2 separate regions of the Ovis aries genome follow, and region 1 is linked to region 2. A link is a contact called in public Hi-C data. All regions are on one chromosome and are shown on one strand. The core of a region is the stretch at or near the end of the contact, and the rest is flanking DNA. Distances in the headings are between cores, read along the strand shown.

Region 1 (6,085 bases), core at 1,730-4,229, 170 kb after region 2:
TCCACATGGGTATCTTGCTCAAAAAATGAGTTATGGGTTTCCTCCTGTGAGAATTGCATGCACTGATAAAGGGCCATCCCAGGAAGAAAACAAGATATTTTCCCCGCTCGCTTGGAGCTGCAGTTGGGGAGGGCACACACGCTATAAATTACAGGCTGCAATAAATGACCACAGTGAGGGGCGCTGCTCACGGCCAGGCTGGGGGGACAGGGTACTGGCTGCAAGGAGGATACGGACTTTAATAGAGAGTAGGGCGATTCTTCTAGCATTGCGCTCTAAGGCAGGGCCCATCTTGTACCAAATGTAGTGACGTTTTGCTACCTCTCCAGACTCAAACGCGTGGTGTGGACTGCGAACCCAGACCATGCAAACCCTCAGCCTGACGAATCACCTTGATAAACTGAGCTGTGAAAAATGGCCTAGATTTCACTCTGATTCTCTGAAATTCAGTCTCCATATTATATTCTTGAGTGTGTGATTGTAATCATCCCTGAGTTCCTTTTAATGACCGGAAGGAAAGAAAAGACTTTTTCCCATGAGCCTTTCTGAGCCTTGGTTGGGGTGCTAGCGTCCCCCGCACAGAGTTCCTCTTGAAATCTATGCTGCCACCAGCTCCTAAACCTGGGGGGCAGGTCCGGTCGGTGTGCATCCTGGGGACACAGGGACTGTGGGGCTGGGTTAGGGGCTGAGCTCCTTGTCTTTGCCGGCGTCTGAGCAGGTCACCAGGTCCCCCCTCACTTAGCTCTGCTGTCTCACCAGTAAGGACAGGAAGGCAGGCCAGCCCTGCACACCGAAATCCCATCTATTACCCAGTGGGATGTTGAAAAATTTCCTGAATCTGCCTTCCTGAGTTGATAGAATAGGAAACAATCATCGTTTGGAGAGAGTATTGAAAGCAGAGTAGAGGCAGGAAGATTTTTTTTTTCCTTTCTGTTATTCTACAAATATTGCTTCCTTTGCTTGTCAGAGGCCCAGAGGAAATGCAGCGAGAAGGCCCTTCACAGCTTCTCACCCCCAGCGGCCAGCGTTTCTGCCGCAGAAGCTCAGCACCGTGAGGATGTGTGACTCATACCAGCGCATGACTCAACTTCACTAAAATGTCCTCAGCTGCCAGTAAAGAAGCACTTGAAAACCCTTTAATTTGAAGCTTTGAATCGGTTAATGACTTGCTTTCTTCCCCTTCTCCTGAAATCCTGCTCTCCCTACAACACACACACACACACACACACACACACACACACACACACACACATCTTTGTCAAGTGTTTAAATTTCAGGGACCCGGAAACACAGAGGCTCTGTGGCATCCACAATAGCGTTTGTTGTGACAAAGTGGCTGGCAGCCCTCTGCATTCTTCAGCTCACTTGGCTCGATGAATAAATAATGAGTCACAGACACTATTTGGGTGCGCGCGAGCATTTGTAGCTAGAAAATGAATGATCCCCACCCCCCCACGTCCCATCCATCCCACTCCATCCCAGCTCTGCCAAACCATTAAGCCACAGGCTGTGCAGACGCTGGTCAAAGGGCTCGCCGGGACGCACACGGCAATGTCTTGGTGACATTTCTGCGTTCTTCTTTGTGTTTGTTTAGGCGCGGCCCTCTTTTTTCCCAGCAAAGATAACTCCAGACGCCCATTCACACCACACACATACTCACACATTCAGAGCTCAACCACAGCTCAGCGCGTTTCAAGAGGCTGGTTGCCAACATGCAGGCAGGTACCCCGAACTAGCTGCTTCTATTAGGAAGCATGCAATCTCAATGACTTCAGCTGCCACTTCAGACGCTTGACTTAGGCAACTTCTTCGTTGCTCTTGGCGGGAGAGATTTGTGTATGCTTCGCTTTCACTCTCTCTCAGAAGATGCCGGCAGCCTCTTTTGCATTGAGGCTGCAAGGAATAACCCAGCAAGGCCCCAGCTTTCAACCTAGACCAGTCTGCCCGGCTCCTCTACTATCCGTCTTTCGGAGACAACTGACTTGCTACTTTGTCCCTGCTGTGTCCCCGCCTGGGCGGTGAGCCGACCTCTGCCTCCGCCCCACGCTGGCACCAGCCTTCTTGGCCGGTGATGCTGGAGTCCGCTAAAGCCCAGGGCAGGCTGGCATGTGGGCCACACTGCCTGCCCAGCGCGGGGCAACTCAGCCACAGCCATCTCAGGCCGGGGGGCAACCAGAGAAAACCCAGAGAGCTTCCTGCAAACTTTATGATCTCTAGGATTTTAATCAGGAACAGCCCAACTGACTTGCCCCGGACAAAGTTCTCACCCACCGACGGAACCCCTCGACAGCTTAACTAAGTATTTATGAAAACATTTCTCAAAAGCGGCCATCTGATGAATAAGTAATCCAATAGCCTTGAAATCTTACACCCGAAGAGGTGTTTGAATTCCTCCCCCCAAACAGACGGGAGAGCGGCAGGGGCTCTCTGCACCCAGTTACAACAGGCAGCCACTTTATTATCTACAGAGCCGAGCAAAAGTAGATATTAAAATCTCAGAGTGTACTCACCTCTCATGAAGCACTGTGGATATGAAGGAAATGACTCAAACATGCTGTCTGAAGCCATCGCTTCCTCCTGAAAAGGCACCCTCTTCTGAAGGCGGGGGATTCAATGAGTTCTTTTACCTTAAGAGCGAGAAACCAAGAAAGGTCACCGTTTTAACCTCACCTCCAACCATGGTTCCCTACAGGTCCTTTTTGTTTTTGTTTTTTTTTTTTCTCCCCTCGACACCTCTGGGGTTCCCTGAGCCCTAAGGAAAAAAAAAAAGAAATGTACCTTTGCAAAGACAGATATTCAAATTGCTAAAGATTAAAAAAAAAAAAAAGCGGCGTCTTGGCTGTGGGTTGATGATGTTCAGAACTCTGCGAAGCCCTGTGGTTTCCAGTCAGAGTGATCCGTCTTGCCTGCTGACCACTATGCTGGGCTCAGACTTCTGACACTGCCAGGCTACCCAACTTGTGGTTCTGTGGTTGTTTATGAGGCCCAAAGAAGTTTTCACACAACCCAAATTACAAATTTAACTGTTCCCCTTTCCACAGCCCATCTTAATTGGTTCTTGCCAATCATGTGACTTCAGTGATGTCAATTTTTTTTTTTTTTAACTTTCTGAGCAATGCCCTTCCTTCCCTCCACCTGCCCTCCCCCAAGCGGTGCAAGAAAATAGCCAAGGAGACTTTGCAAGAGAAAGAGAGAGAGAGAGACTGCAGAAAAAAAGTGACTCAGAATCTTATTATATCAATGATCTTTGCTGATTTAGTACAACTTGAGTCCGGTTGTTGTTATTTGTGGTTTTGGGAACCCCTGATTATTTTGATAAAGATTTCACTGCTGCTTATTCAATAGTAATTCAACCCTGGCATCAGGCTGCTGTGCAGACGGGATATGGAGCCCATCATTTCAGATGCTGGGCATCAGATCAGCAGAACTCAGCCCCTGGTAAAGATGATCACAGCATAAGTGAAACTATAAAAGGAAAAAATAATAAAAGGAACTATTTGGATGAGAATCTGACCCCTAAGAGGGTCTAGCAACTTACTGGTATTTTAAAGCCTGCAAAGAAGAAAGCATTTTAATTTTGTGACTAAAAGACCATTTTAATAAAACCAAAAGTATGTGGTTTTCTTCCTCCTAAGTGGACATCTTTTCAATAAAGGGATAAAATTATGTTTATCTCTTACACACATACATACACACTGAACTCAGGAAGCTAAAGGAAAACAAAGAAAAGCGAAATTCTGTACTTGGGGTCGAAGCAGTGGCTGCCTTAACACTGTTCACTTTTTGTTTTCACCCATCAACGATCCCTGTATTGCCTTTTTCAAGTACAATTCAAATTAGTAGGCTAATTCACACCTGTAGGTAAAACTCAGCCCGGCACTGTGGCAACCGCACTTTGAGAGCATTAAGAGAACTTCACAAAATATAGGGAGGGCAGAGGGGATGGTCCTCCAGAACAAGAACTGACAAAGAATACTGGACAGTTCATTCTGTAGCTTAGGAAGAAGACACGCCTACTTGGAAGTGCTGAAATCAGGCTAATCTTGCACGTGGGCCAGCCATTTGGGGCACGCATATTTCTCTATTTTTCCTGCCCATTGGTTTTGTTGTTGTTCTGTCCTACTCTTTGCGACCCCATGAACTGTGGCCCATCAGGTTCCCCTGTCTATGGGATTTCCCAGGTAAGAATACTGGAGTGGGTTGCCATTCCCTCCTCCAGGGGATCTTCCCAACCCAGGGACTGAACCCACATCTCTTGCATTGGCAGGCCGATTCTTTACCACTGAGCCACCTGGGAAGCCCCAGCCCACTGGTTTTACCAGCTCACTAATCAAATGTTCATTTTGAAGTTCCAAAGTAAACATCTCCTTTCCCCATTAATAACTTTATTTCTTTTGCTCTGCTCTGTAGACATCCTCCAGGATAGGATCGCCAACCCCCTTCCCCTCTGCCGCCTCCCCTGCGCCACCCCGCCTCCCCCGGGGCTGCACAGCAGGAGGTGAGAGGCAGGTGAGCAAGAAAAGCTTCCCCTGCTGCCCCTCCCCCACTCCCCACTGCTCCCCATCACTCACATTGCCACCTGAACCATCCCCCTAGTCCTTGGAAAAATTGTCTTCCACAAAACTGGTCCCTGGTGCCTAAATGTTTGAGAACTGCTGTTCCAGGGCACTCTGTTCTTAATTTCAATGCACATGGTTAAGAGACACTATGAGTGAGGATTTTTTTTTTTTTTTTTGGTGAGATGGGGTTGCTCTGCTGAATCTTTGCTGCTGTTCGGGTTTTTCCCTAGTTGTGCAGAGCAGGGGCTGCTCTCTAGAGCACAGGCTCAGCAGTCATGGTGCACCAGTTTAGTTGCTCCACTGCATGTGGGATCCTCCTGGAGCGGGGCTCAAACCCGAGTCTCCTGCTTTGGTAGACAGATTCTTTAACACTGAGCCCCCAGGGAAGTCTGAGACAAGGGTTTTGAACTGCTAACCCTGGATTCCAAGCTGGTCAGTGATAGCCAGCAAAGACACTTTGTAATAAAGTCTGTGCTATTAGAATAACCCCCTGGGTTTTCCCCTCCCATTCTCTCAATTTCACCCCCACACACCAGGGATAACACAGCCAGAGATCAGGGCACCGGGCTTTAAAAAGGAATAGACATAATTCTTTCTTACTCCTGTTTTGACTAAAGCAGGAATTGAAACTCCAGAGAGAGACTGCTTTCTCCCAGACGGGTGTGAAGTTATTTTGCCAAAGCTTGACACCATATTAGTACTTAGAAGGATAACAATGTGTGCATTTCTTCAAATTTATGAAGATCTCAACGTCATGCAAGTTGCCTTGAGCTCTCCATGGAAATCCTCTGTTAAGATAATCACCAGTGTGTTTCTGGGCTCCCTGATAAAGTTGGGGCTGGTTAAACCCCATACCAGGGTCTTTTCTCTCTGCTACACTGAGTATTCCCCGGATGGACCCTACAAGCTCAACGCTGTAACATGCAGCTGCCACGTTAGAGTCGGTTGAGACTTCATAATGACTTAGAAATTCAAGTGGTGATGCAACTAGTCCTTTGGGTATTCCATTCCAGAAACGTCCCAGAAAATTTTAGCCTGAAGTGTCCAGATGCTCAACGGGAGAGTTTGGATGTACCGGTTAAATGCCCAATTTCTTGGCTTTTCTCTGCGGGCCTAGTTGGAGCCGAGTATGGATCTTTCCCAGTGGGATCTTCCTATGGCAGGTCATGTTTAAAGATGAAAGTAAGGCTGGAATTTGCAGAGGTCTCATGGTTTGTTGTGGGCTTCCCAGGTGGCTCAGTGGTAAAGAATCTGTCAAGATCCCCTGGAGAAGGAAATGGCAAATCACTCCAGTATTGTTGCCTGGAGAATTCCACTAGAGGAGCCCAGCGGGATACAGTCCATGGGGTCTCATGGAGTCAGACACAGCTGAGCGCGCACGCGCATGGTTTGTTGTAGTCATCTGTGACCCTTGGGGCTGGAGCTGCCACGGAGCAGCAGCGGGCAGTCTGAAGGCCTGTGCGCTGGCCTGGAGCTGCTTTGCTCCTGGTTATTTGCCGTCAGTTCAGTTCAGTTCAGTACATTTG
Region 2 (6,081 bases), core at 395-2,894:
TTATTGCTGCAAGGTGGCTGGGGGAGAGGGGGAGACTAAGTTACGAACAGTCCAGGAAGGCTGAAAAAGTTCTAGTTCTGACAATCGGCCTCAGCTCAGACCCGGGCACCGACCGCTTAGTGCTTTGAAAAGTGGGCGACCAGAATCCAAAGTCAAGGGCCAAGGGACCCTATCTTCTGAGTTTTGCTTTGAGAGTTTGAAGGTTCAGTCTTTGGCTGTTACAGAAGTACCCGGAGGCAAAAATTCCCATACACTTCCTAAACTATTTATGCGGAGAGCAGAAGGACCAGCAAATATAGGATTTGGACGTTCCAGTAGTTAATTGCCTGTCAGTTCTTCTTTTTTTTCCCCCCAGGTGAGTTTTGTTTAAAGTCCAAACAACAGAAAATATACGAGTGTCTTCAAATACGGCGCCACTTTTTATTCATGCAAAACTGGCTTCGGTCCTCAAAAGCGAGAGCTGAGACTTCCAAAAGGTCCTGCTTCTAATGTATGTGCACATATATATAAACATATACATATGCTCTACTTCATAAAATATTTACAATACAATCTGTAGAGAAATTAAACACAACAGAAACCCATTAATGTTCGCTGCACGTTTTTGTTTTTTTTTTTTCTTCTCTAAGTAGCCTTGAGAATCAGCTTCAGTAGTTGAAGGGCTGGGCTAGAAGGACTTGTCATGTTTTCAATAAATTCTGGCAAAATGCTCAGTTCAGAAAATTCAAGCTTTATCAAAGAAAAAGCTGATCTTAAAAAAAAAAAATCCAAGTCGATGATATTCAGGGTTCAGCTCTCCACATTTGAGAACTCGGGTTTGGGGATGTTGGTTAAGTTTGTGGCTGATCCTGTGGTTTGGTGGGAGGTGAGCTGCAGCGGAGTCAGACGCACGCAGGCACGCACTCTTCGGGAGCCAGCCGCCGTCTACATCGACTCCGGTGAGTCAGCCCCGACTTGGGCAGTAGCGAGACGAGCTTCCTCCAACGTCGCCCCAGCGCCGGCCGGGTGAACTGCCCGGACGCGCCAATTTACCCACACACCGCGGAACCGCAGCAGGTGGAGCGGGCCCTGGCGAGAAAGGCTCCGCAGCGCAGATCGCAACAGACGGGGCGGCTCGAGTTACACAAGCACGCACACTCTGCCACGCACACGCGCCACTTCACCACTCGCCACGAAGCCCGGCGCACTCTCTCCCGCTGTTGTCAAAGGACACAACCGGAGAAAAGTTCACACCCAGGAAAGAAATGGAACCATCCAGCCAAGAAACCAGTTCATTCAAAAGTAGGAAAAGGCAAAAACAACAACAAAATCCTCCCCCACACACAATTCAAAATCGAAGTTCCAACGCGGTTCTATGAAAAACAGCAAAGACTGACTTTCTTCTGGCGTCCCCAGTATCCCCAGCAAGAGATGCCTGCCGGCTCAGGGCCGGGCAGCGTGGTGCCCTGGCTGGGTCCGGCCGCGGGGCGCTCGTCCCGCCTGCGCCCGCTGGCTCTATGAATGAGAGTGCCTGGAAATGAACGTGCTTTTACTGTAAGCCCGGCCCGAGGAATTCCATTCCCTCAGCTCGTTTGCATAGGGGCGGCTGCCGGCCAATCACAGGCCTTTCCGGTATCAGGCAGGGCGCGGCTCGGTGCCGCGGGCTCCTGGAATTGGCCCGCGCGCCCCCGCCGCCGCCGCGCGCTACTGTACGCGGCCAGGGTGGAGAGTCCACCGCCAGCCAGTGCGGAGGCCACGCCGCGCTCCCCGCATCCACATACCCGCACCCACACGCTCCTACATTCGCTCGAGACCGCCATTCCGGTGCGGACGGCGGCGGCTTTGCACACTCGTGGGCTTGCGCGGCCGGCAGTCAGTCAGCCCGCCCGCCCCGGGGGGCTGCCGTGAGCGGCCGCGCCAGGGGCGGCCGTGGTTCGGAGACCCAGGAGGTGGAGCAGAAGGCCGGTCGGCCTGGAGGGACTGGGGCCGCGCGCTGAGCCGCAAATGGTCCGGGATCAGAGTCTGTCGGAGAGAAGCATCCGCGAGCCATGGAGATAGATGAAGCGGCCGCCGCTAGGCTCCCGAGACCTGGGGGCCGGGGGGCCCCAAGGCCTCCACTTTCCCGGCATGGATGGGACTCGCCGCGAGGGGGCCGGGAAGGGCCGAGGGCCCAGCCCGGGGAGCCGCTCGGCGCCGGTTGGCAGCCGCGGCGAAGTGGCGCTGATTCCTTTACTGAGACCAGACGGTGGTCGGTCTCCACGACCTGCTTTTTGTGTTGAGTTTTCTTTCTGGGTTTGTTTTCTTGGTGTTTTACGCTGCGTCTTGACGCGGCGCGCCTCGCTCAGGTGGAGTTGAGCTTAGTGGCCAGCGAAGGAGTTCCGTAGTTCAGAAGCCGCCCCCCCCCCCCCCGCCCCAAGAACAAGCGACTGGAAAGAAACTGGAAAGCCTCCGGGCGGGGTTCCCCCGCGGGGCCCAGGTCGTTTGCGCCCCGCACCCACCTCCAGCTCCCCGGAAACGGCCCCTGGGTCCACTCCCCGCCCGCGCGCGCGCGCTCGTCAGCCGCCCCGGGAGCTGAAGCCACCCCGGCTCTGCGCGCGGGCGGGAACATGCTCCCCGCTCCCGTCCCAGCGGCGCCGCGGGCATTTTCGCGGAGCTTAGAGGGGCCCCGGTTCCCCCCGCCCCACGCCACCGCCCGGCCGCGGGGCTCTCCCAGCTACACTCCGCGAGGAGTCCACTGGGTCCCTCCCTCGGGGGGAGGGCGCTCATCCACTCTCCCCCTCGCCTGGCACGGAGCCCTCCACGTCGACTTCGCCCGCCCCCGCCCCCGGGTGAGGGACCCTCCCTTCCCACTCCCCGCCTTGGTTCCCCCTGCCGATGCGCGATTTGGGGGTGCCGGACCGCTGCCGCCGGCGCCGCCGCTCCGGCTTCCCCAGGGCTCCAGCGCCAAGGGGCCTGCCAGAGGCGGGGGCCGTGGCGGGCCAGGCCTCGGAGGCCTTTCCGGGCGCCGCGGCCGCTTCCCTCGCCCCAGGCCCTGAGAGGCCGGGCGGCTCGGCGCGGGCGCCAGGGGGCAGCAGGCGCCCGGCGGCCGGCCCGCGCGCCGGGGAACGCCCCCGACGGCGCGGCTGTAGCTCCGTCCTTCTGGCGGCCTTTGGGTCTCCGGTAGGAACTTCAGCTGGGGAAGAAGCGAAAGGAGAAACGGCGACCGGATCCTGCCTGCGCGGCCCCGTTCCGCCCCCCGCCCCGCTATCCCAACGGCCGGGAGGGCAGCAGGGGAACCTTCGCGCAGGGGTCCGGGCTGTCCCGACCCGCGCGTATCGGGGTCTTTTTTTCCCGAAATCCCTTGGCCGTCCCCACCATCGGCTGGTCCCAAGCAGTAGGGGCTGGGGGCGTCCCGGGCTCCCTGCGGCAGGCCCCCTGCTTCCTGCCCCGCATCTCGCCCGGTGCGCCCGTCCCCTCGCTCCGAGAAACCTGGGACATTCCGGAACTTCCAGTATTCAGCTGTATTTTGTTTAATGGGTCTGAGGGTTGAGGGGAGTCTCAGAAAACGCCCTTGTATTTTTCTTTAAAAGTGATTTTTGAAGAAGCCTCATTTCAAACATTGCAGGTGTAAAGACACCCCCCCCCCCCCACAACAGTCTTCTCTCCACCCGGGCCGAGCGATCCCAAATAGCGAGCAGTCCCCAGACAATCCCCAGACAACCCCCAACCCCCCGCCCCGCCACACACACCCCGTCTGCGCCGGAGCCCCGGGGCCACACAGTCTCTCTTCTGCGCCCGGGCTCGACGCTGCCCGCTCTAGAGGCGAGTTCGGGCTGAGTGAAATCTTTCTGCTTGGGCTCGAGTGTATTTCCTCAGGAGCCGATCAAGTGCATCCCCATAGACCCCCTAGGACCGGGTCTGGGGTGACTCGAGTGTGGTGTAGGCAAAAATGGGCTCTATCTCGGAGGATGTAGCGGTCGGGGGGTGGGGGATAAGCCGCCTGCTCGGAAAGCTCAGAGAAAGCTCCATTGGGGCTGCGACCGTTTGCCTGAAACCCTCAACCGTGCGAAGGGCCGCGGGCGCCCCACGCAACGCGGTCTTCCAGGTGGGGATCAGGTTTCCTTAGTAAGAGAAGAGGATTAGCGATAGATGCACCCGGTTCAGACGCTGTTTAGCTCAGAATCTCAACCAGTAAAGCCCGAGTTCGAACTCCAACAAGGACAGTAGCAGCAGGGAAAGCTGCTGCTGATTTTATTTGAGTGGGGCCGCCGGGCATTTGGGGTTCTCAGGACCTTGCGCAGGCTGTAACTGCGCTAACGGGGTGCACGCTTGAAACCCAGCAATAAAACACACCGCCCCTCCTTATCGAGGAACTAAAATGAATGGAAAGCTGGCAGCCTGGGACTCAACTAAGAGGGTATCGCGAACCCCTTGATCTAAGGGGCTTTGTACATATAGCGTATGGAGTTGGATGTACTCTTTTTCCACCAGGAGCGCTCATTTAAGGGGCTATATAGAATTTCCCTTCCCTTGCTTCTCTAAGAGAAAAGGAAAGGAAACATTTCTGTATACACTCGTAGTGTTCCCCTGGAATAATACTAATATTTGCTTTTGTCAAAACACAGTGCAAAAATTACAACGAAGCAATATGTTGGGCGGATGGATGCTGTGTGACAGTTTCTTCCAAATTTGCTGCATGGGGGAAATTTCCAAAAGGCTCCTAGTTGATTGAATGAAATGTGAGTTCTCACAGTGAATTGAAAAATCAGTATTTACTTAGCTGGAAGGGGAAAATAAAACAATTTCACTGGAAAACAGCTTATTGACATTTTTTTTCTACAACTTTAAGTAAATATATAATGATGGGGGTCTCAGAAAACATTTAAATATTACACATTTTTTACTCTTTCAAAACGCTCTCAAAAATAAGAATCTCAACCATTCTCTTAAAATCCCCTCTGTAATATATTTCTAAAATTACATTCCTAAAAATGCAACATTTCTAAAAGAATTATTTCTGTTTTCAGTGACCATTTTAATGAAAATAAAAAGCAGAGAATGTATTTTGCTAGAGGTGGACCACATTAGTTGGTACTAATGGCACAGGGAATGAGAACAATTTTAATGGAGACTAACATACATGTAAATGTATGTATAATACACATGGTCCGGTTTTCAACATTGGAATTTAAATAATTAAACATCCCTTTCTCCCTGTGGATTTGAGATGATTTCACTTTTGAAATATAATTACTTTGGGGGACCAGGTTCCTTTGTTTTTTCACTACATTCTTCCTCTGTGTGAATGTTTCCATGGGATCCTGTGGTTGATATATGACTATTTCACTAACTTTGTAAATCAGTTTACAATTCACAAGTAACAAACTGAGAAAGAATTTAAATTAATCTTTTTAAAAGTTAAGGATGCTTAGTAAGCATTTTGCTCATAAAAATTTTACATTAGCACTGCTATAGCAAAAGTAATAAAGTTATAACACATAGAAGCCAAGCTTTTTTTTTTAGAGAGAGTGAGTTGTATAGAGTCATTTAATAACAGCACAACGCACCTGTGGTAAACGCTGTAGAAACGAGGGTATCATTTAAGGTTTCATTGGAATGTTTTATATGTTTGACATTTACAATACGGAAAACAGCTTTTAAATATTTTTGAATCAGCAAAAAAAAAAGTCTTGATTATTTGGGTTAATAGAGATACATGTATAAAATGTCATATATATGCACATGTGAATATGCATGTAAAGAATATAATTTGGAATCTAACATACCGTGAACGTCTCTAGATGGATTCATTCCGTGAACACATTCTGAAAGAGTAGAAAATAGGAAAATAAAAATAATTGTGTGAATATATTGACAGCAAACACCAAATTTACTGAAGTTGATTAATTGTAGTTGGAACCAATGCCAGTGTGAAAACTAAATCCCCTCTCTCATTTTTTTGGGAGCTTGTTGCCTCTCACACTCTTTAGCACTGGAGATTTTTATAGCATATTGTCCAGCTTTGGGTCAAAAATAACTTAAAATAGTAAATCATCATATAAAAAAATGAACTGTTACATATGCGTATGGTTTTTAGGTACCTTCTACCAATGCCTCCCATTG

The links. Hi-C and Micro-C count contacts between places; a contact is called where the count stands out from the background.
Region 1: a contact with region 2 is called in a Hi-C map of blood, with 2.8 times the contacts expected there. The contact joins the promoter of RUNX1 here to the enhancer-like site in region 2. A contact is called at or near these places in 3 of 16 Hi-C or Micro-C datasets (blood and skin fibroblasts).

The regions. Positions count from the first base shown.
Region 1 is chr1:267,874,481-267,880,565 of ARS-UI_Ramb_v3.0, forward strand. It overlaps RUNX1 (RUNX family transcription factor 1), which reads right to left and starts at 2,980. Exons shown (of 8, transcript XM_042238225.2): 1 at 2,779-2,980; 2 at 2,511-2,627. The coding sequence starts at 2,568.
Region 2 is chr1:267,703,962-267,710,042 of ARS-UI_Ramb_v3.0, forward strand. RUNX1 (RUNX family transcription factor 1) reads right to left here. Exons shown (of 8, transcript XM_042238225.2): 3 at 5,745-5,783. Among named protein-coding and RNA genes, the nearest start is that of RUNX1, 170 kb to the right of the region's middle. Within about 2 kb of position 1,645, at least 38 of the 54 cell types and tissues checked have an H3K27ac peak or open chromatin away from gene starts, as enhancers often do.